Linked DNA regions of Ovis aries: region 1 is linked to region 2. Evidence: chromatin contacts called from public Hi-C data. All regions are on one chromosome and are shown on one strand. Each heading gives the region's core, a stretch centred on a gene start, on an enhancer-like site or on the middle of the called end of the contact. The rest is flanking DNA. Distances are from core to core; before and after follow the strand shown.

Region 1 (7,240 bases), core at 1,881-4,380, 63 kb before region 2:
CTCCCCTCCACTCTCACCAGTGAGAACGCCACCCATCTCCCAGCTGGACCTCTCCCCCTCCCTTTGTCTTGGGCCTCCACACAGGTGCGGCTCTCCTTCCCCTCCCCATTCTTAGGCTCCCCTTTTCCCTAGTGTACCCTGGGCACTGCCCTGCTCACCCATGAAGAGGAAAGTGAGCATGTATTGGCAGGTGCTCACTACTTCCAGCCAGTTTCTGCAGGGTTTTCTGGCTGCGGGAAGGCATCAGGGCGGTGGAGACTTTCAGGTGCAGCCCTTCTGCCAGCAGGGCTCCTGGACCAGGGGGACAAAGGATGGAGGCTTTGATAGGAGCTTGGGTAACCTTTCCAGTCTGAGTGGCTAAGTCCCTGAGGCCTTCTGCGATTGCTCACAGGAGACTGTGCAAGTGGAGACCTTTGAATCTGGAGCTCCACAGGTCTCCAGGCTCCTGACAACTGATCTTGAAACTTCTCCAGTGGGTGGGTTTGTGTGATCACTGGGCGAGGCTGAGCGGTGGGTTAGGGCCTGACACCCAGGTTCCCCTCCAGGTGCATTAGGAATCTTGTGGGGGAGGGGTCACAGAAGAAGCCAGAGAGCCCACAGACTGGGTCTCAGCCGAGACCATGTGATCTCCAGAATGGCTAGCAGATCCTGGGCTCTCGCCCCATTTCTGTTTGCAGGTCTCCGGGAGTGTCTAGGCCACTGTGGGGTGCAGCCAGGCACGCGGATATCCATGCTGCGCACAAACCCACCAGCCAGTTCCGTTCGGCCGCTGAGTCGTGTCCGACCCTTCGTGACCCCATAGACTGCAGCACATCAGGCCTCCCTGTCCATCACCAGCTCCCGGAGCTTGCTCAGACTCGTCCTGTCCATCCAGTCAGTGATGCCATCCAACCGTCTCATCCTCTGTCGACTCCTTCTCTTCCCGCCCTCAATCTTTCTCAGCATCAAACCCACCAGCACAGCAGGTCAATCAGGACAGAGTCCAGGGCTGCTATTGTTGTGATAGGGCAGCCAGGATTTCAGGCCCCCAAAAGGAACCTTCACTTCGCAGAGCACACTGGAGTCAGCGGGAGGAGTTGGGGGCGTGACACCAAGGCCCACCCCCAGGTGCTTTAGGGACTCTGTGATCTCTAGTGTGGCCAGCGGATCCTGGTGTGTCTGTGGGTCTTCGACAGTGTCTAGGCCACTGGGAGGTGCAGCCAGGCGTGTCGATATTCCAGCCAAGCACAAACAGCACAGGTGGTTTCCACCTTTAATTTCAGTCCCCATGACATCCACCGAGGGAACTGTTAGGGGAAGCACACTGACTGAAACCACCCACCCTGGCCAGGCACCATAGTAACTATTTGCATGAGTTGTTTTATGACAGGAGGTCCTGCTGAGGAACACGGAACTAATTAGCTACCACCAACCGGAAGAGTTCAGGAAAGGTCAAAAGGAGACACCACATGTCCGACCACCTCCCAGAAAATCTTCTCTCTGGCATCCATCTTGGCTGAATAAGGTGTACACCACCAGGAAGGGCTCTGAGTCAGAATGATTGGCTAAGGACAACCCAGAAACTAATCCCATCACCATAAAACCCGAGACTGTAAGCCATGTGGCAGAGCTGTTCTCCTGGGTTCCCTTACCCTCCTGCTCTCCACCCGGGTGCCCTTTCCCAATAAAATCTCTTGCTTTGTCAGCAGATGTGTCTCCTCAGACAATTCATTTCTGAGTGTTAGACAAGAGCCCAGTTTCGGGCCCTGGAAGGGGTCCCCTTTCCTACAACAGAACCACTGCGGGCTGGGGGCTGCCTAGCTGAGGAGGAGGTGCATGTGGCTGGGGACGCCATAGCGTGTCCTGTGCGCTTGGAAAGCTGGGAGAGCCGCTGCAGAGAGGCCACACTCAGCCATCCACCAGCGCAGGGGTGAGCCTCGGGGTTCGCTGCACTGGGGTTGGGGACCCAGCTTGGGCGGAGAGAGGCCAGAGAGGTGGCTGCTGCAACTCCTCTTCCCGGCCCCCAGGATCAACTGGGACAGAGTTCACGGTCGGCCCAAGTGTCAAGGACCAGCCTGGGGACAAGGCTGGCTGCCAGAATTTCAGGTCCCAAACATGGACCTTCACCTCTCAGTGCAGTTAGAGGCCTGAAGACTGACATCTGAGTCCTCCTGAAAAGAGGGAGGAAGGCACTGGGAGATGCAGCTGGGACCAGGCACCCCCAGAGGCTAAGGAGGGCAGGGAGGAGGTGACCGCAGGGACTGGGGGTCCTGAGACCCAGGGCTCCCCTGCTCACCAGCACACAGGATGTAGTCCCGGAAGACAGGAAGATGGCCGGGATGGGGCAGCTGGAGCAGGTGGGGCTCGAGGCCAGGGATGAGGAGGGAGAAGCCGTTGGTCTGTGTGCTGAAGGTGCTGAAGGTTCCACCAAGAGGTAGTTGTAGGAGGGACCCAACACTGTGGTGCCTCCAGCTGCGGACACAGGGTGCACACCAGTTTGGGGCTTCTAAGTTTGGACTTTGGGGGTGACGGCCCCAGAGGTCTACCCTGGGACCAGGGTCTACCCTGAAGCCCAGCTCCCACCCAGCACAGAGCTCCACAGTGCCTCAGCGAGATGGGGAGGTGGTCCCAGAAATGTCTCCACGTGGCCCAGTTGGGGACCCAGGCACAGCCACGGCCTCCTGCCCAAGGTGTATTTCTGTCTCCATAGAGCCCATCCAGGTAGTGAATTCTAGGATCCAAGCCTGGCTCAGGAGTACAAGGAATAAGGCAGTCATGCACTCCTGGGCTGGAGGTGATGGGAAGGGGTGTGAGGACTCTGACTCCAGAGGTTTAAGTCCAAGCTCTCCCCTTAACCCCCTTCCCTGTTCCATCGTTTCAGGTACATCTGTCCAACCTACATCTTTCTCATCTCTTGAAGGAACCCCCCCAGCCCTGGCAAGAGATCCCAGCCTCGCCTCCCTCCCACCTTGGCATCGGGAAACAGAGAGCCAGACCCAGGGGTCCTTAGGGCTTCAGGGACTCACCAAGCTCCAAAACGGAGACGATCCATCGCAGGAGGGCACTCACCTGGAGGCCGGTGGAGGCGGCTGGCCTTCTGTAGAGGGGAGTCACACAGGAGCCACTGCGGCTCTGAAGCTTTCTGTCTTCTGGCCCAACCCCTGGCTCTGACCCCTGACCTGGGCTCTGCCCTCTTTTCTGCTCCCTCTGCTGACCTGCACAGTGGACCATCATGAGCTCTGGAAAGGGAGGGTTAACCAGCTCTTTGGGTTCACAGGGTTGGGATCAATAGGGCCGAAAGGGGAGACCAGGGACATGGCTTGGAGTCTGGCGGTGAGGAAGGTGTTTGGACTTTGTGGAGGTCAGGACTGGCTCCCTGTGATGAGCACACTGGCAGCGTCCTGGGCCAGTGGAAGTTGCCGTGTGTGTGTGTACCCTCCACAGCAGGACTCCCCATTTGTCACCCAGGCCTGGCCCCTGTTGGTTAGAGGACCTGCAGGAGGATTTACTCCCTGAGGAGCAACTTAGGCCTCTGTGGGGAGACCTCTGGAGGGAAGGGTTTTATGGGAAAGGCTAAGGGTTGGGGAGCCCCTGCAAGTGCGAGCCCCCTGGGCTGTGAGCACTCCATCCATGCCGGCCGGGCCAGTCCTCACTGTGACTATGGCCCTGTTCAACATGGCTAGAGGCTGCAGAGCAACCACTTTTTCCAGGTCAGGGACTGACACCTTTTTAAATTAATTATTTTTTTTGTCTGCGCCTTGCCTTGTGACCAGGGATTGAATCTGGGCCCTTGGCCATAAGAGGGCAGTCCTAACCACTGGACCTACAAGGAATTCCTAGAATGTCACTTTAAAAATCTTTTTAAAACATTTTGATACAATTTTTAAAGATTACTTTTCTTTTAAAAAATTCTTGGCCACACAGTGCAGCCTGTGAGATCTTAGGTCCCCAACCAGGGATTGAACCCTGACCCCCTGCACTGGGGAGAGGGAGTCGTAGCCACTGACTGGCCAAGGAAGTCCCTAAAGGTCACTTCTCGTTTCTAGTTCCTACAACATGTTGGCGCTATTTCCCATCTTGGACAAACATCCTTGAGCCCATCTTAAACTCAGTATTTTATGATGATGCTGATTTCCCCACCCCTACATCTTGACCCTCCTCACTGGTAGGACATGTCTTTTTTTTTTTTTTTTTGAATGTCACTTCTTTATCTTTTAATTTATTCATTTGGCTGTGTTAAGCAGGACCTTTCATTCCAGCACACAGACTCTATAGTTCTGGCACAAGAGTTCCCCGTCCAGAGGAGCCAGGGGTTGAGCTGCATGGGCTTAGTTTCTCTGTGGCATGTGGGATCTTAGTTCTCCGACCAGGGATCGAACCAGCATCCCCTGCATTGTAAGGTGGATTCTTAACTACTGGACCACCAGGGAAGTCCTGAGCCACGTTAAATGTCACTTCTTTTACGGAAGTCTGACACGCAACTGTCAGAAGCCTCTGTCACGCATCACATTCTCTCCTGGCACAGAATACTTTCTCTCCATCACCATGATTTTTAACGTGGACCATTTTTACGGTCCTCATTGAATTTGTTACAATGTTGCTTTTATTGTTTACATTCTGCTTTTTTGACCATAAGGCATGTGGGATCCTAGCTCCCCAGTCCGGGATCAAAGCCACACCCACTGCATTGGAAGGCAAAGTCTTAACCACTGGACCACCAGGCAAGTCTCCCATCATGGCAATTTTCTGATCAAAGTCTCCCACACACCGTGAGCAACAGAAAAATTGTGCTCATCACTGCAGCCGTCAAGATGGGTGCCCAGCGCATGGGAGACGCTCTGTGAATGAAGGGTGGAGACAGGATAGGCTTAGGCTGACACACCCTTTCTGCCCCTGTCCTTGGCCTCACACCTATGCAGCTTCACTGACCAGGGACCTTCTGTTAAGAGGGATATTTCCTCCTATCCCTGCTCAGCCCACTCGCATCACAGGGCAAGTGATGAGGGTGGTGGGGGCCTGGGTGAGATGAACTTTAGAGTCTAGCCAGAGAGACGCTCAGTCCACGTGGGAAGGTGACCCACCCAGGGGTCCAGGAAGGATGGAAGGATGGTTTCATGCATGAAGTTTTCCTGGGAATCTGGGTAGGAGGAAGGAAGGACAATTTAGCTGTGGATGCAAGTGGACTGTTAGAAGCTGGAAATGTCCTAGGACAGGTGCTTGATTTTTAAAAGGCGTCCGCCAGGGAACATTGGGAGATCAACACAGGAAGGCAGCTGGTGTAAGGCTGGGGAGGACCAGGCTAAAGGGGCCTGCTCTGCTGTCCTCAGGGTACCTCCAGGGGTCTCTGCAAGCTTTTGATGCTTGAGACTAGAGGCAAAACCAGCTCTAGGAGGTCTTTTTTTTTTTTTCAAGGCTGCTTCCCTTCCCCTTCTTCCAGGAAGCTTTCTTGGGTTCACCCTCCAGATTCCCCTCTCCTGATACCATGTGACTAAAAGCTGAGGTCCAAGCGCTCTCAATAAGTTTCCACCCTGTCTTCCCTCCTACAATGCGTGTCCCAGCACTATCCCTGGACCCTAGCTCAGGGCTGTGCCTCTCTCATCCTTTCTGCATGGGAGAAGATGCCATCAGGTGAGGAGAGAATAGGGGACGACAGTTTGGGGGCTGTGCGGGAGTGGGGGCCTCTCATCTCATCCTGACAGGGGAAGTCCTTCTCTGGGTCTGGCCTCCAACACACCCCTCCCGAGCTCTGGAATGACAAGGAAGCTTCTAGATTCCCACTCTGCTCTAATATCACGTTTCTGTCATTTCTCCTTTTCAGTTCTCCTTTGGGGTCACCCTCGGTGTCCCCTCTGCCCTGGGTGGTGGGATGGACAAGGGGTCCACAGGTAATGAAACAATAAATGGGCTCAAGAATTACAAACCCTCCTTTATTGAGAGGGAGACTGAGAAACAATAATTTATCATGTAGCGAACCCCCAGAGGTCCTGTCCCCATGAGCCCTTGGGGACCGGGGAACAGGACAGGGGGCTCCCTGAGCTTCCTGAGGGCCGTGTGGTGGGCAGCGAGGCGACACATTCAGTCCCAGGCACACAGACCCCATATACCCAGGAGGCGAGGAGTCCACACCCACCCCGCCCCAGGAGGCAGGGCGCGGGAAGGCACGATGGCACGGAAGGCTGGGCAGAGTGGCTGAGTGTCAGGGGTCGACAAAGGACACCATGATGTAGCGGGTGCCCCGAGTGGTGGGCAGCCCCTCATGGTAGTGGGTGAGACGGCCCGGGTGCAGGAGCCCCCAGCCCTTCCTGGGGGACGAGATCACACAGTCGTAGCGCAGGAAGCGGCATCCACCTCCCTGGAGAGACGAGAGGGGAAGGGGCTGGAGAGTGCGCAGACGTGGGGACTGGGTGGTGAGCTGCCCCGAGGCGAGAGAGGCCAAACTGGGCATCAGGGAGGGAGGGGACAAGAGGGGTGAGCATCGGCAGATGGGGGACACAGGACACAGGGGGTAGCCAGCCCAGAAGGGGTCCAGAATATGACCCCAGAGGTCACTGGGAGATGTGACGAGGGCAGACAAGGGGCAGGGAGGTGACCGTGCCTGTGAGGGGGCTGGACACAGGGCCTGGGGGAGGGGAGTGCGTGTGTGTCTGTGTGTGTGGAGGGGCCCGGGGGAACCCTGAGTGGAGGGTAGGGACTCACCTCATAATCCAGGCCCTTGTGGTTGAGGGCGACATTGAGGGTGAAGGTGGATGAGTCGTGATGCGGCCGCAGAGAGGGCTGCTCATCCGGTCGGTAGCGGACCACGAAGTTCATCACCGCCCGGGTCTGCGGGCACAGGGGAGGAGAGGCTGGGGGGATGGCCGGGAGGGTTCTCACTGCTCCCTGGGGGCTGCTCCCCCAGAGCTTCCCTCCTGCAAGGTCTCACTCTGTGTGTTTGACTCTTTGCGACCCCATGGACTGCAGCCTGCCAGGCTCCTCTGTCCATGGGATTCTCCAGACAAGAACACTGGAGTGGGCTGCCGTGCTCGCCTCCAGGGGATCTTCCCGACCCAGGGATCCACCCGACCCAGGGATCCACCCAGGTCTCCTGCATCACAAGCGGCTTCTTTACCATCTGAGCCACCAGGGGAGCCCGGATCTCACTCTATGGGGCCTATTTAAATGTTTCACAGGCCAAAAGGCATTGTGTGGAGCCGTCCAGCCAGCACAGGTGTGGGAAGGCGGAGGAGGGAGCAGGGGTGGCGTGCAGTGGCCCACCTTGGTG
Region 2 (7,295 bases), core at 4,417-6,916:
GAAGAAATAGGATCAGTTCAGTTCTCTTTAGAAAGCTTATTTTAAGAAGAGTCTTGGATCTTAAATATAATTTCCTCACGACTCTCTGAAGTTCCAAAAAGGGAAGCATGATTGTTAATGTTATATTTGTCCCTTTGTCATAGACAGGGCTATTTTCAGACTAGATAGAATGATCTGTGCTTTGTGCCGACTTCACAGTACATTGAGGGCTGTGGAAGAATCACCCTGAGTGCACACGTGGCCATGTAATAGGACTTGAAACACGATGTTACCCTTGTGTAGTACTGAAGACCATCTGATGTTTTCTATTTTTGCTCTTATGACCTACTTATTAGAACCATGACTTGTTTGATGCTGAGTTTCTGGACATGAGTAGTTATTAAGAGAAAATATGACTTTCTTTTTTTAACAAAATAGTTCCAGGAATACACTGTAGGGGAAAAGGATAAGTGTTTAAAATATATTGTTAAAATGCTCCCTGTGTTGAGAAACCTTTGTGCAGTTCCTGACTTCATAGTAAATAGGACAGTTTGTGAGGAAGTTCCATTATTCTCCTTTTGCCCTTTTCCCTTTGATCGAATGCCACAGTCATATACACGACTGGCCACATTGAGTCCAACATCTCTTGAGGACAGTGTTCTATCTCTGAGTGACTCTCACCAGCTCCAACTTACCCAGCTTATTTTTACCCATGAGCATTTTGAAAAAGAAGAGTAATGAGGGGAGTAACCTTATCAGATATTGAAACAACTTATAAAGCAAAATAATTAAGATAATGATGTATTGGTGGAGATACAGACCGATAAATAGAGATTCAAGAAAGAACTCCAATTCAAATGGAATTTGACACATGATAAAGGTAGCATTTCAAAATAGCTGGGGAAAGACAGTTATTCACTAGACAGTGCTGAGAGGTTGTGGGAAGGAGAAACCTGGATCTTGACCTAATTCCTTACATTGTATTGAATTCCACTTGGATCCAAAATTTAAACTTAATAAAATTAAGCCATAAGGTACTATTATAAAGAGTTAGCATTTTAACAGTTCCAGAATGGAAAAAGTATAAAATTATGCAAAATTTAGAAGCTAAAGAACAAAAGTGCAGTAACCTCTGTTTGATTTAAAGACACACACACATACATGCACACACACCAACTCAAAAGACCAATGCCAAATCTGAAAGACTCTGCAACCGCTTCATACTTGAAGGGCTAACATTTTCAGAGTACAGATGTTCTTTGAGTGGGGAAAATAAAACAAAAGGCAAAAAGCATAGGAGAAGATGCCTAACCTTACTCACAATCAAATGTAAATCGTTTCTGTCCCACTAGGCTAAAAACCCAGGGATGGAGGAACCTGGTGGGCTGCCGTCTATGGGGTCGCACAGAGTCGGACACGACTGAAGCGATTTAGCAGCAGCAGGCTAAAAACAATGCAATTCTGGAGGTGAGAAGTTCAAGGCCACCAGGACCAGGCAGCTGCTTTAGGTTCACTGTGCCCTCTTTTGCATGTGGCAATCTTCCTCCACGTGCTTACAGAATGGCTGCTGTACCTCCAGGCATCACGACCAGGATCCAGCAGAAACAAGGGGGCAGGTAGGGAAAAGGCCAAAGGTTCTTGCTCCAGAGTCTGCTCCCTGTCACATATTTTTCTTGGAAGCCCAATTCTGATCCCATCTCCTTTGCTAGAACTGTCCTGGGGCTGCCTAGAAGGATGGGAAAGTGATTTTTTTTTTTAAAATTTTATACTAAAAAGTATACCACTTAGGGATTTTCACTAGGTGAACACGCCTGTCTGACCAGCACCCAGATCAAGAAACAGTGGCTCCTTGCAACTGCCCACATGCTCTTTCCCAGTCACTAGAGAATGCGAGCATTTTTAATGGGCACCTTCTCACTGTGGCCAAAATTGGGTTAAGAAAGAACAAGAGAATATCAGAGACCAGCAGGCTGTTACACCCTTCACTTTATATATTCACCCCAAAGGCACTCTTATCGATTTGCTCAAATCTTTCATTCTCAGTCTGAGAAATTTTATATTTTAAGAGACAATGGCTGAAATTTACATTTCCTGTAATTTCATAATGTGAGCCTGGGACCAGGAACACCTGGTCTAAATGGGAACTTTCTGCAGTAGTAGATTCATAGGCAGCTGCATTGAGATGGTCCCTGGGGTACACTGAGCAGGTCTGAGTTTTGAGGTATCCATGAATACAGAGGCATCCTGGAGAACCCGTCCCGTGAATGGGATGAACGTGAGAACATTCGCAATTCATACGCATTTTTTAAGAGGTGAGAAAACCCACAAGTAAGATAGGTGTGGCCAAATCTTAGAACAGAATTCAGAATTTATTCCTTATTATAGTATACATCTTGGAGAAAACATCTTTGTTATGAAACAGAGGCCACTTTTCTCCGGGCACCCCGCCTCCTTAACGTTCATCTTGGAGAGAATCCGTTTGCAGGAGGCATCCGGCAGCATCCTGATACCAGCTAATTCGCATGCAGGAGAAACTCTACAAATGCCGTAACTGTACGGGCTTTCGGGAAAAGCAAAGCTCATTCAACGTCAGAGAATTCACACTGGAGAAAAACCACATGCGCGTCATAGCTGTGAAAGCGCTTTTAGTCGGTGCTGAGAGCTAATTAGACATCTGGGATTTCAGAGTGGCTAGGAGCCCTGGGAGCAGACGGGATGAGGAAGAACCTTCAATCAGAGTTCCAGCCTCGGACAATGTGGGCTGATTCACCAGGACAGGAAGCAGGCGCGTGTGCTGAATGGGGGAGGCCGTCCGGGGGAGGCGTGGGGCACACTGAACTCATTCACACTGGAGAGCAGCCTGTGAGTGGAACCAACGTGGAGCATCATCTTTGGAGAATTTACAGGAAAGAAACACTCTCATTGGAAAGATTGTGGGAGAGCTTTTAGCCAGTAATCAGGCTAATTCATTCTGGAGAAAAGCCTTGATTGTAGAGAAGGAGGAACACCATTCAGTTGTTTTCCTTACTGGATTTCAGAGAATCTTCAGTGATATATGGGGTAACTTTGAGGAGGGGAGGGGGTTCAGGGTTTATTGTCAATTAAAGCATGAATTGCATTTAAGTAGGGGCTTAAACTTTATTGCTTCTTCCACTGCAACCAAGATTTCCATTTCTTTCTCTGTCTCATAGAATATATATATATATTTATCTCTAATGACTTAGGAAGATAAGCTTACAAACTTGCTTTTATAAGCTTAACTTCTATTCCCGGTAGGTATTCAGTCCAATTTTGCTGAATGAATGAAGTAATACAACAGGCAAACAGAGTCAGCCTAGTCTGAACCTTCAAGCGCAGGACTCCATAAATTGTGGAGGGTGTGAAAGGACTGTGTTGAGGGGGCGAGGCTTACTGGCAGGATCTGGAGGTTGCAAATTCTACCCTAATTGCAACACATTCGTCTTCGGCCTCCATTAGCTTGCGGAACTTCTATGGGCCACGTCTCTTTACTGTTGAAGACTATTTTGAGTTGGGAAAAGCGGGGGGCAAGTTTTCTCCAGTTTTGAATGCATCTGACAGCTACATGAGAAGGATACCAGTTTCACTTTGTTTTATATTTAAAACGAGACATTTAAAGAGGAAGGGCCAGAGTTCCTAAGTTCAATTCCTCTTTTCATGAAGCAAGGGTCAGGCACATTTTCTTCTGTTGAAGTAACACAAAAACCACATTATGTGATGAAAATTGGATCAGAAGAAAGCTTCATCTTGTCCTATCCACCGACTGCATTTTCACCTCCCAACCGAACTCCTTATCCCTAGCCTGGGGTTCTAAGTCTTCTAGGAGACATCCTTGCTTGCCACTATATCCATTCCCCAGTTGAGGAAGAAGAGATTCAGGTCCTGTGTGTTTCTGGCTCCTGGCTTTGCTTAGAGAAGTGGGAAGGAAAGGTAAAGAGAGAAGGGCCAGGGGGTAAAGGGACAAAGCATGGAGAAAGCGGGAAGTGGCCTCAGGTCAGGGCACCCTGTTCCCCGAAGGATATGAACTGTCACTTAGGCTGGCTGGAGAGTAACTAAAAAGCCTAGTTTCCCATCAGTTAAGTTCTAGCTGCCATACGTTTCCTTCATCTAGTGTATGGGGCTCATAAAACCCTGCTGTGTGACACTGGCTTCCTCCAGAATTCATCCAACCTAGCTCACCATTGGCCGACTCCAACTTGCTTCTCCTTGTGCCACAGCCTTCTGGCCCATGCTCAGGCTCTGCATCCAGGGACTAACACCTAGCCCCCACCCATTCCACACTGATTTGTTCTAAAGCTCCTCATGGAGCCCCAGTTTAGACGCCCAGGCTCATGCATCTGGAACTGTCCTGAATCTTTCTTTCCTCATCAGTGCCCTGTAGGCTCCAGGAATCGGAACCAAGTGCTCAAGCTGCTTCCCTATGTGGGCTATGACCAATCTTGACCTGTACTTCCTACCATACAATTAAGGTCTCCAGTGTCTAAATTGGGCTGATATTCCATTTGGAGCTGTACCAAGCTGCATCCGTGGAGGAGTGCTGTATTGGCTGGCTAAGAATGCCTTAGGCTGCAAATAGCAGAAATAAAGACAGTTCAATTTAAAGATCAGTGAGACTGGAAGTAGGTGGTTCCAGGATATGTATGGTGGCTCAACGGTATCATCGAGGACCTAGGCTTTGTCTGTCTGTCTACTCGCCCAACCTTGGTATGCTGGCTTTCTCCCTTGGTTTTGTTGCCACCTGGTCTCAAAATGGCTGCCACAGCTCCAAGTATCACATCTCAAACATCCTTGTTCAAAGCAGGAGGAAGAAATGGGCCTCTTCATTCTCCTTTAATCAGAAAGCAAAATCTTCCCAGAAGGTCCCCCAGCCATTTCCCCATAAGTTATGCAGGCAGAACTGTCGCATGCCCAATTCAGAGCCGACAGACAGCAGAGGGACGAAGTAAGGAGCCTGCCGCAGTGACACACGGGCGAGGCAGGCCTGGCGAGCCCTGGGGAGGCGCCAGGGCTGGCTCTTCTCTCTGCCTTTCCTGGAGTTCTGCCTCTAATCTCGACATCCTTTACCTTCTTCCCAAAGAGGCTCATTAATCCCCCAACGATAAGTGTTGTTTTGCCTTTCTTCAATTTCCAAGCGTCCACGTCAGCGTACTTCCGGCCAGCACCTGGCCCTACTTGCCCTCACGACCTCCTGTCACACACTGCCCATGCAGTCTGATTTGCAGGTTCAAATTTCCTAAAAGAGGAATCTGCCTGGCCCGACTGGCTTTCCAAATATTCCCTGAGCCAGGGGACTTCAAAAGTTGTTGGCCAGTGTACACAGATCCTGGATCACTGACCTGCATGAGTGTGTGAGTGTGTGTGTGTGTGTGTGTGTGTGTGTGTGTGTGTGTGTGTGTGTGGTGCGAGGAGGACAGAGGCAGAGTCGTGTGATACAACACAGCCACCTGGGCTGAATGAGGGGGAGGGGTATGGGGGTGGGGCAGGACAGAGGGTGTGGAAGGTGGCTCCTGGAGCCCAGGGCCACAAGATAAGGAAATTAGGCCAGTCTACTAGAGACACGCCAGGTGGACACAGGAGGGAAAAGGCCATTTTGCACACTTCAGTCCCGTTTCAGTGGATGCCAAGTGGAGAAGAGAGGAATCTGGCTGGCAGATGAACCAAGGCCCTTGACCTGTGGCTGCAGCTGGCCCTGCCCCGCCGGATCCAGCTCTTCAGTCACTCGCTCTGAGGGCCTGTTAATTGACTTACAGAATAAAGAGCATAATCAGTTTCTTGAGTCTGCCCTGACTCGGAATATCCCCCGAATTCCCACAGGAGAAATTCCAGGGACTGCTAGTAGGAAGCCGGGCTTTCTCACGAACATGGCTTTAATAGGGCCTGGCAGCATCGGGTACCCACTGGACTTGGAACTTAGAAACCATTTTGTGGCTTTGGCAGGCCACAGAAGAGACTGGAGAAGCGGGACTAACTCAACATGATACCATGAAACGGGGACAGAAAACAGACTGGTGATTCCAGCAAAGGGAATGAAAAATCCCACAGCGCGAAAATGAGAACATGCAAGACCTGGATTCTAAGCCTCGCTGCTCTACTTAGTTGCATGACTTTGGGCAAGTCACTGCACCTCTCCAGGCCTTAGTTTCTTCATTTGTAACGTGAGGATAGAAACACCCCATTTCAAGCGTTGTTGGGAGGATTAAATGAGACCCTGTGCGTGAGGCACTAAACGCATGTGAGTGACTGGTCATCAGAGCATATCACACGCTCAGGTGGGGCTGAGCCCCAGGTGAGAGCCCGCTGGCCGGCGCCCATTGGAAGAGCTGGCGTGGCGTGGCAGTTCTGATGAGGAGCTCCACTGGAGCCCCCCACGGTGGTGAGTGGGGCTGGGGGTGACTTTGCACCCCATGAAGCACTTGACAGCTTTCCTTCTAGTTTCTTGAGCGATTTCCTAGAGGCCTCTGGAACAGCCTTCACCCAGCCTCCCAGGAGTTAAAGAGTCTCTAACCTCGCTGAGCTTACAGTCCCTGTCCCTCCAATCCCCTCTGCCCTAAAAGCCTTCCCTGGTTTAGCCATTTCAAACTCCTCTGCCTGTTTCTATCACTTCCTACTCGATTTGTTCCTGGGATAGACCCTTCGAGGAGTGATCTGAGAGGGAATCTGGAGATCCACTGTAAGTGACGTTCCAGCTCTAAACTCCCAGGAGCACAGAAACCCAGTGACCAGCTGTCCTCCTGCCCAGAGACCGCCATGTGAGCTCATAAGCCTGTGGTAAGCAGGCAAAGAGGCGGCTGGCAAGGACCCTCCCTTTTTCTCCTCAACGCTCAACGATCTACTCATCCTTTCACCGGGTTCAAGGCTTTACTGGGTTCAAGGTTCAGCTGTTCAGAAGCAGCCTTGGCTTTCTAGGAAATGCAGTTCTGATGGGCAATGCCAGATCTAGGGACTAGCTCTTATCATCCCCACCTCCAACATTTCTAACTTAATAGGTTTTAAAGACATTTAGAAGAGCACGCCATGGCTATATAAATTCATGGATATATACATAGAGTCTGTCCTTTTTTTTTTTTTGGTAGGGGAGATAAGATATTTTGCAGTTAACAAAAGACAAGAGCTGTTCCTGCATTTTGTGCTCAGGACCCAGAACTCTGCTGTATAGCAAAGGATGATGCATTTGTGGCGGCCAGCACAGGTGGGACTTTCCAGCACAGCCATTAACATCTGTTTGCCTGTTACCTCCTTGCTGGTAACTTTGGTTGCTGGCAACTACAGGAGCGCCCAGTGTCAGACGAACACCTGCT

Evidence for each region. A called contact is a pair of places that touch in the nucleus more often than the background predicts.
Region 1: a contact with region 2 is called in a Hi-C map of liver, with 2.0 times the contacts expected there. The contact joins the promoter of LOC101117229 here to the enhancer-like site in region 2. A contact is called at or near these places in 4 of 16 Hi-C or Micro-C datasets (hypothalamus, liver and tail adipose tissue).

Annotation. Positions count from the first base shown.
Region 1 is chr24:35,923,250-35,930,489 of ARS-UI_Ramb_v3.0, reverse strand. It overlaps LOC101117229 (2-acylglycerol O-acyltransferase 3), which reads right to left and starts at 3,130. Exons shown (of 13, transcript XM_027961520.3): 1 at 2,276-3,130; 2 at 159-2,150. It overlaps PLOD3 (procollagen-lysine,2-oxoglutarate 5-dioxygenase 3), which reads right to left. Exons shown (of 19, transcript XM_042240578.2): 17 at 7,234-7,240; 18 at 6,676-6,801; 19 at 5,886-6,331. The coding sequence ends at 6,176. It also overlaps the pseudogene LOC101118847.
Region 2 is chr24:35,863,037-35,870,331 of ARS-UI_Ramb_v3.0, reverse strand. LOC121817817 (a long non-coding RNA gene) reads right to left here. Exons shown (of 4, transcript XR_006057866.1): 4 at 2,330-7,295. Among named protein-coding and RNA genes, the nearest start is that of IFT22, 19 kb to the right of the region's middle. Within about 2 kb of position 5,666, at least 2 of the 54 cell types and tissues checked have an H3K27ac peak or open chromatin away from gene starts, as enhancers often do. A contact at or near this core is called in liver, where this site is marked.